Linked DNA regions of Mus musculus: region 2 is linked to region 1. Evidence: chromatin contacts called from public HiChIP or PLAC-seq data. All regions are on one chromosome and are shown on one strand. Each heading gives the region's core, a stretch centred on a gene start, on an enhancer-like site or on the middle of the called end of the contact. The rest is flanking DNA. Distances are from core to core; before and after follow the strand shown.

Evidence for each region. HiChIP or PLAC-seq counts read pairs in DNA pulled down with a chosen protein or histone mark.
Region 2: an H3K27ac HiChIP or PLAC-seq map of embryonic stem cells shows a contact between it and region 1, with 3 times the contacts expected there. The contact joins two enhancer-like sites. A contact is called at or near these places in 2 of 39 promoter capture datasets (the HPC-7 cell line and embryonic stem cells) and 1 of 115 datasets of contacts at active chromatin or transcription factors (embryonic stem cells).

Annotation. Positions count from the first base shown.
Region 1 is chr2:59,744,108-59,748,003 of GRCm38.p6, forward strand. All of the region lies in intron 4 of Tanc1 (tetratricopeptide repeat, ankyrin repeat and coiled-coil containing 1), which reads left to right. Among named protein-coding and RNA genes, the nearest start is that of Tanc1, 130 kb to the left of the region's middle. Within about 2 kb of position 2,219, at least 56 of the 459 cell types and tissues checked have an H3K27ac peak or open chromatin away from gene starts, as enhancers often do. A contact at or near this core is called in embryonic stem cells, where this site is marked.
Region 2 is chr2:60,374,356-60,378,088 of GRCm38.p6, forward strand. It overlaps Ly75 (lymphocyte antigen 75), which reads right to left. Exons shown (of 35, transcript NM_013825.4): 2 at 1,503-1,874. Among named protein-coding and RNA genes, the nearest start is that of Ly75, 7.1 kb to the right of the region's middle. Within about 2 kb of position 1,761, at least 25 of the 459 cell types and tissues checked have an H3K27ac peak or open chromatin away from gene starts, as enhancers often do. A contact at or near this core is called in embryonic stem cells, where this site is marked.

The sequences.
Region 1 (3,896 bases), core at 969-3,468:
TCCTTCCTGTGGCCAGCAGTAAAGTTGAGATTTTCTGCTTCTCCTGTGTCTCTAAGTGTGTGGGACCACAAGGCCACATGCACCACCTTGAGAATAGGCGCTTCCGAATTCGACAGCATTTGCCGATTACTGTTTGAGCCTTGGGTGATCTTCGGGGTGTGTGTGTGTGGTGTGTGTGTGTGTATTAAAGACTTTTTTATTTTAATTATATGAGTACACTGTTGCTCTCTTCAGACACACCAGAAGAGGGCAGCAGATCCCACTACAGATGGTTGTGAGCCACCATGTGGTTGCTGGGAATTGAATTCAGGACCTCTGGAAGAGCAGTCATTGCTCTTAACCTCTGAGCCATCTCTCCAGCCCTTTGACTTTATTTTTTTTTTAATATATAAACATTTATTTTGGAGTATTTTAGGCTTATAGAAGAGGTCAAAAGAACAGTACTAAGAAGTTCCATATGGTCTATGGTCAATCTCTCATTAACACAGACGTTGTGTGATACATTTGATATAATTAGTGAACCAACAGTGATACCTACTAAAGTCTGTATTTGTGGGGTTTTTTTTTTTTTCCCACCATTTCTAATTCACTTTTTTTCTGGCCCACATTATCATATCACGTTCAGAGATCATGTCTCCATAGATACCTTTTTGTCCGTTGGTTTGGTTTGGTTTTCTGAGACAGGATTTCTTTCTCTACAGATCAGGCTGACTTCGAATTCAGAGATGAGCCTGCCTCTGCTGGGGTTAGAGGCATCTCCATATATTCTTGACTGTGACAGTTTCTCAGACATTCTTTGTTTTAATGACCCTGGTGGCTTGGGTATGATATTTTGTAGAGTGCCTGCTTATTGGAACGTGTCTGATGTTTTTCTCACCATCAGCCAGGACTTAGGAGTTTGGGGTGACCTCTTTATCCCGCGGAGTCGAAGGTGTGTACCAACAGTGTAGTTCGCCTCTCTTGGTTGATCTTCGTCATCCAGCCAAGGTTGTGGCTGTTCACTTTCTACACTGAACCTACCCTGTCTTCTTCTCTCCTTGTCTCCGTCCACCACATAAAGAAGACACTTTATTCTCTGCATGGGCACTGTGCGAAGCCCACAGGTAAGGCTTGGAGCAAAGCCCGTCACTTCTGAGCATGGAGTATCTATATAAATTGTTGGCGATTATTCTGTATCTTGAGAGCTGTCTCTTTCCCCGTTCATTTATTCCAGTACAGATTTAAGTGTGCACGGACTTTCAGATTTTCCCCTGAGTAACGAGGAGCACTCAGGCCTTTGCATCCGCTTTGGTGCCTGGGTGGCTCTCCGTGAAGCTGGGTGTGCTGCGGCTATCCAGGGTCTGTTCTGTTAGGCCAAGTGTACAATGGGCAGGAAGTTGTTGCCTCTGAGACTGAACTCCTTAGTGTAACTGCTAAGCATATACGTGTTACCTAAAACCTTAAAAACATCCAGGACTTCATCCTGCTTAGGGTGGCGACCATTTCTTGCCTTGATGGTGAAGAAACCTTTCCCAGCAAGCCTCAGAGCTTTTGTCTGAAACTGGCATCGGAGCAGCGCCACCTTGTGGTAAATACTGAGTCTTCCAGGAACAATGCCTTCTAAATTCTGAAACTCTTAACTGTTCAAGCAGCAAGTTTTAAAAAGAAAAATAGTTTTGTTCTTTAAAGGGAGGCCGCTACTTTGGTATATATTGTGTTATTACCAAGTTTAGATAAAAGATACATGAGTTATAGTTGTTCTAAAAACAAAAGGAAGTAACCTGGGATTAACAGTGGTTTCTGCTCAGTCACAAGGACACAAGGAGTTTGGATTCCTGCATTCTTGTCTGGCAAGTGCCTGTTAACTCTAGCCCCAACTCTGAGGGACCCGGTGCCCTCTCCTGGCCTCTGCGTGAACACAGGCATGGCTATCCTGTGCACACACGTTTTTGAAAGCTTCAACCTTATGTCAATCTCACTCAGCTTTAGTAGGATAATCAGATACATTGTAGCAGCTTTCGCTAATAAAAGCCCCGCAGGCACCTGGGCTGTGGTGTGTTCAGGGTAGAAAGCCGCCTTTCTGTTGTCTTGAACCCAGAACACTGACAGAGTCAGCCCCACTGCTGAGGAGGTTGCAGTGATCTGGGTCCCTGCCAGGGGAATGGTGACTAATCGCCCCGCCCAGAACATCACTGCATGGTGTCTGCAGATGTTTCAGCGCGCAGAAGGTGTGTGCTTTTCAGAGATCTCACTATCAAGCCTGTGTGTCAGACACAAGCCCAGTCTGCTCTTCCACTTACTGACCCTGTACAGTAAGGTCCTGACTGCCGAGATGGCTTTGTGGTTGAGGCCAGCGTGCTTCCTCAAGACAGCCAACACAGCACAGCAGCGAGCTGCCTTGTACTTTCAAGGACATGGGCAATGATGCATGATGGGTAGCCTTGCCACCTGGGTAGGAGCTGGAGAACAAGGAGGGACCTGGAGTTCAAGAATCCCTTTCCTTCCACTAATATTTTGAAAGGAAGGCTTGACCTCACCAGGTCGAGAGACTATTTTAAGATGAGCCTTTCATCTCTAAAATGAATCTTACATTGCTTTCAGTGTTTTCTATTTACAATTTAGAGCATGTTTTCCATAGCATTTAAACTCAGTTTCTGAGCCTTGCATTTATTAATTAATCTAAAATCATATTTAACATGAATATCACCTGAGACTGAGACTCACACAATTCTGGTAGGACGTGAAGGCTGGCTCAGTCTTTACCGTTTACTACACTTCTTTTTTTTTTTTTTTTAAGACTAGGAATTCTCTACTAGACATACTCTGTGGTTGTGGTAGAAGTGACAAGCATGCTCCTAAATAACTATCGTGTTGCTGCTCTGAGTTTATTTCAGCTCTTCATTTAGTGTAAACTCTGCTTAGGTTGTAGGACAGCTGATAAACTCAACGCAGGAGAGGTGAGATTAGGGACAGAAAATGCGTGTTACTATGTCAGGATTAAAGTTGGCTTCGAGTACGGAGCCCCGTCAAACATATAATAGTTGAAACAAGATACCTACTGCCCTTTCTTTTTAGCAGTGCACATTACCTTCAAGTACCTTGGTGCCATGAAGTTCCCCTCGTGGGGGAGGGGCTGGGAGGAGTTGGGCATGGTGGTGCTCCCATGTTGGTATTGAAGTGTAGGTGTTTCCTGGGGCTACGGTGGCGTGTTATCTCCATTTGGTGGTTTCAGCTGTTTGTCTCTCTGAGCCGCAGGCACCGTCCATAGAGTACTTGTCTGGGAAAATGCTTACCTTCTGTAGCTCCTGATGGCCACACCCTCCTCTCTCTACTTCTGTGGCAGTCTTATCCCCTCCTTTCTCATACTAACACCCATGTGTGTGGGACCTGTCTGGATGATTCCAGTTGGTTCCTCACCTTAGGTTTCTTATCCTAACCCCAGTTTCTGTAAGCCTCTAGAAATCAAGTGACTTGATTGGGGACGTGTCTTACCTTATTACACACTTCTAACACAGTGTTGCCTGAAGGCCTCGTGAAAACTTTCTAAGTTACTCTGCACACATGTCCACATCCCTTGCCAAAGGAAAGGGAGAAGAGGAAATAGGGACATTTCTCAGCACAGAGCCTCAGCTTCAACAAATGCATTGGAATTGTGTAAATGCTGGCACAATGAAGACAGAGAGCGGTTCTGCGTCCCAGTATATTCATATGTTCTGTTATAGTCGGCTGCATCCCGAAGCCCTGGAAACCTATGGTCTTTCTCCAAACCCAGAACTTTGCCTTTTCAGGATGTGATGTGTAGAGCCGTTTAATGCACACCCTTTTGAGGCCAGCTTCTTGGCTGGGTGCACTTCGGACTCATGCACGTCACAGTGGGTATCGATAAACTTTTACTGCCTGTTTCACAAGTAGTCCAC
Region 2 (3,733 bases), core at 511-3,010, 630 kb after region 1:
AGCACACCACTTTCCCAAGGCCCAGGAACCATCTCAGGAGAGCGACTGGGAAAGTTGTAAAAGAGCCAGAGGTCTGGGAGATGGGGAGTGACCTTTGTTTTCTGGATATGACAGGACTACTGCCCTCATGATCTCCTAGCAGCTGTGGAAGTCTGCATAAGATGTGCGCACAATCAAGCCAGCCAACATTCTAGCTTGGCCTGGGAAGGAGTCCTTGAACCCCCATCCCTAACTGAGGACCTGTGACATCAATGGAGGGGAGAGTGGGTTTTCTTTAAGAATGTGTTGGTAGGCTGACCACATTCCAGAGGGAGGTCCCACAGCTAGGTCTACACGAACAACACAAAGTAGAGTCAGCATGTTATTAAAATAATAAAATAAAATAAAATAAAATAAAATAAAATTGGAAGCTCAGAAGGTGGGGGTGGGTGGGCCTGGCAGGAATTAGGAGAAGGAGTTGGGAGTAAAAATGATCAAAATATATGGCACTAAATTCTTAGAGTAAAGTAACTTTTTTTTTTTTAACTTGAAGACTCTTTGCAATCTAGAGCAAAGATCATGAAAATATTGATATACTTGATTTTGGAAATGGCCAAAAAAATCTTGAAAGTTAGAATGACAAATCAGAAATACAAAGAGCAACATGGGACACCTAAGCCAAAGATGAAAGTATTACAAACACTTGTGAGGCACTCAAAATAGTTCTATTATATTAAAATTCCTAGGCATGAAAAGTAAACCACCTCCTTTCCTTTATTTTATTTTTAAATTTAGAGTTCGGTTAATATTATTAGATTATGTGCCTTTAGCCTATATGAAATATTTCCTGTCAGCATAGCATTTCCTAATAGCGTCGCAGGAGGGAAATAAACAAGGCATAGGAATTCAAGTTCTAAGTTTACCACACCAAAAGGCTGTGTGACCTACCACACCTCAGCTTTTCTAGCCCTGTCTACAAAGGGGAAGGGTGGGGTACCGTTACGTGTGGTAAGACTGTAGCTCACAGTGACTCCTCATTGTGACTTTATTTAAACTGAGTTGTGCGTGTTCAGTTGTGGGAGCTGAGGAAATAGTACCCAGTGAATGAATGTCTGTTACTGACAAGGGCACAGCCATGTCTAGAACCAATGCCTCAGAACCACGGAAAGTTGGCAAAGCCGTCTCCATAATGGATCAGGCTCAGAAAGATAGGTCCAAGTACGAGTGATTACCAACCAGTGACCGGTGTGTGCAAAACCTTCAGCTCCCTTCTCCTGGATGTTTACAGCCTGATATGGCTAGTCCACAGAGACCACCAGGACTAGCTAACCGCTCTCCCTGCACTACCCCTCATAAATGCACTGGGCGTCTGGGATACTTCAGTAGTTGGTGCCACTCCATCAGACTGCACTCGGCTCCCTTTCACCCCAGTCAGGTTTCTAGGACAAAGCTGTGCTGGGTATGGCATTTAAATGAAACAAACATTACGGCAAAAGAGTCAAAGTCCCTCTCTGGTAACTCACCATGATAAGGCTGGGCACAAAGGTTTTCCTCGGAGCCTCCCTTCTTCCAGACATCAGATGTATTCGTATTGGCTACGGCATATCCATCTTTCAGAGCTAGCCTGTACTGGGCAGCGGTGTACAGCGAATGGTGCTCACATTTCCACCACAGCATGACGGTGGAGTCACAGCTGAACATTCGCAGGTTGTCCGTGGCTTTGGTAATATCGAGGCCGAGGCACTTCTGGGATTCCAGGTGAAAGAGGCGGTGCTGGGACACCCACTTCCACAACATGTTGTTAGTTCCGCTACAGTCCTGGGCCACTACCCAGTCAGACAGCGGCTGGATGCACTTGCCAGTGTTTTCATGGACGATGGTGAATGGATCATTACCTGGGTCGAGACAGTAAGGGAAGACACTTTGGGACTCGGAGTCACGTGACGAACGCACCTTGCTCCTGCTTGTTTGCTGAGGAGCCTGATTAACACTAGACTGCATCCCCCCCCTTGGGCTTGGTAAACTCACGAATCCCACAAGAAGTGAGGGTCACAGTGTGCCCTAAAGCCAGTCTGCCTGGGCTCAGACTTTGCCTCTGCTGTGCTACCTATGAGATCAGAGCAAATTATTTAACTTTTGTGCTTCAGTTTTCTCTTGAGTAAGGCTGTACGTACTTCACACTGTGGATGCAAGGATACTGACATGCGCAGATCCACGTCAGTAGAGAGTAGAGTGTGTACGTGACTTTTTTTAGTCCATAAAAGGTTCCCTGCCTTGCTCAGAAAGCAACGACTTCGTTTTCCCTTTTCTTCCACAAGTGGTCTGTGGCCAGGGAAAACGCATCCTGAGTCACAGCTCTGTCTTGCTGTTTTGGTTTCCACAGCACAGTGGTCAGGCCATCAGAACCTGCTCTCACTTCAGCTTCTTCCCCCTTACCAATGGCGAAGGCCAAGGCTCTAAGTTCCCGGGCTTAGTACAGGTTCCTGTGGCCATGCAACGGGGGTGGGGGTGGGGGTGGGAGTCTACATACAAACCACTTCTCCTGAGCCTTCCGTGGAAGCTGTACATAAATGGAGGGAACACTTCCGAGAAGGCAGGGGTAGAAAAACTGGGGTAAGTAATGGGAGAAAATAGAGGATCTGGGCTCTGAGGGCAGGGAACCTGTGGCCAGCCCCACGGCAGCACCGCCAAGAGAGTCGGAGGCTGGGGATTCACCAAGTAAATCACCCAAAGGAGGCCAAACCCTGGGTTCCAGGAATAACCTGCACTACCAGGTCTCATGTCTCGCATGTGTGAGCAAGAGAAAATGGGAATTAACCCGTGGAAGCTAAAGACTAGAGATGAGGCCTCTTCAGCTGAACTCCCGGCACTCTGAAGGGGCTGGGGAAGATCTGGACAGAGGTGGAGATAAAAGCACGGACACCTTAATAGGATGGGATCTCGGAATCAGATTTAATTGAGTTCCTGAAACCAAAGTGATTTGGTGTTTCTTATACACCTGAGTCTGAGGACCAGGATTTACATATATTACAGTAAACCACAATGAAACACTTTAGTCAGCTCTTTTACCAAGAAAGAAAAAAAAAATGGCCTAGATGGTCATGTTGATGAGCAGAAAGCTGGACTATTTTAGACAAGTTTAACAGTCATTGTCAACGAACCAGACTTCAGCAGAACAGCAGGCAAGGTTTGGTTCCCAAAAGGTGTTTTCATTTTGAGTTCAGCTTTACTGTCGCTGGGGAAATTTTCTCAAGTCATGGGTTAAAGAGTTAAAGATTGTCATGCCAGGCACCGTTGGCTAGACGGGAAATTTCACAATGTAAGTCATAGCTACAAAATTCTATCTGATCGTGTGAACTTTGGATGGAATTTTTGTTTTGTTTTCTTGTTCTGTTTCAAGTAGCAGCAGTAAGACAAAACAATAAGGAACAACAGAGAAAACCTTAAAGCAGTAGCTATTTATTTCTGCTTTCAAATTCTAATTTAAAGGGACTACAGGGTGTTGGGTCACTGGGTGAAAGCACTCGCCTTGCAAGCATGGGGAACTCATTTCGAATCTCCAGAACCCACTAGAAGCTGGATGTGAAGCCTGAGGATTTATAATCCTAATTTTTTAAAAATTTTATAATCCTAAGGCAGGGCAGGAGGCCCCAGGGGCTCTTGGGTCAGCTAGCCTGGCATAAATGGTAAAAACAAACCAACAAACCAACCAACCAACAAACATACAAACAAGCAAACAACAAAACGCCACACA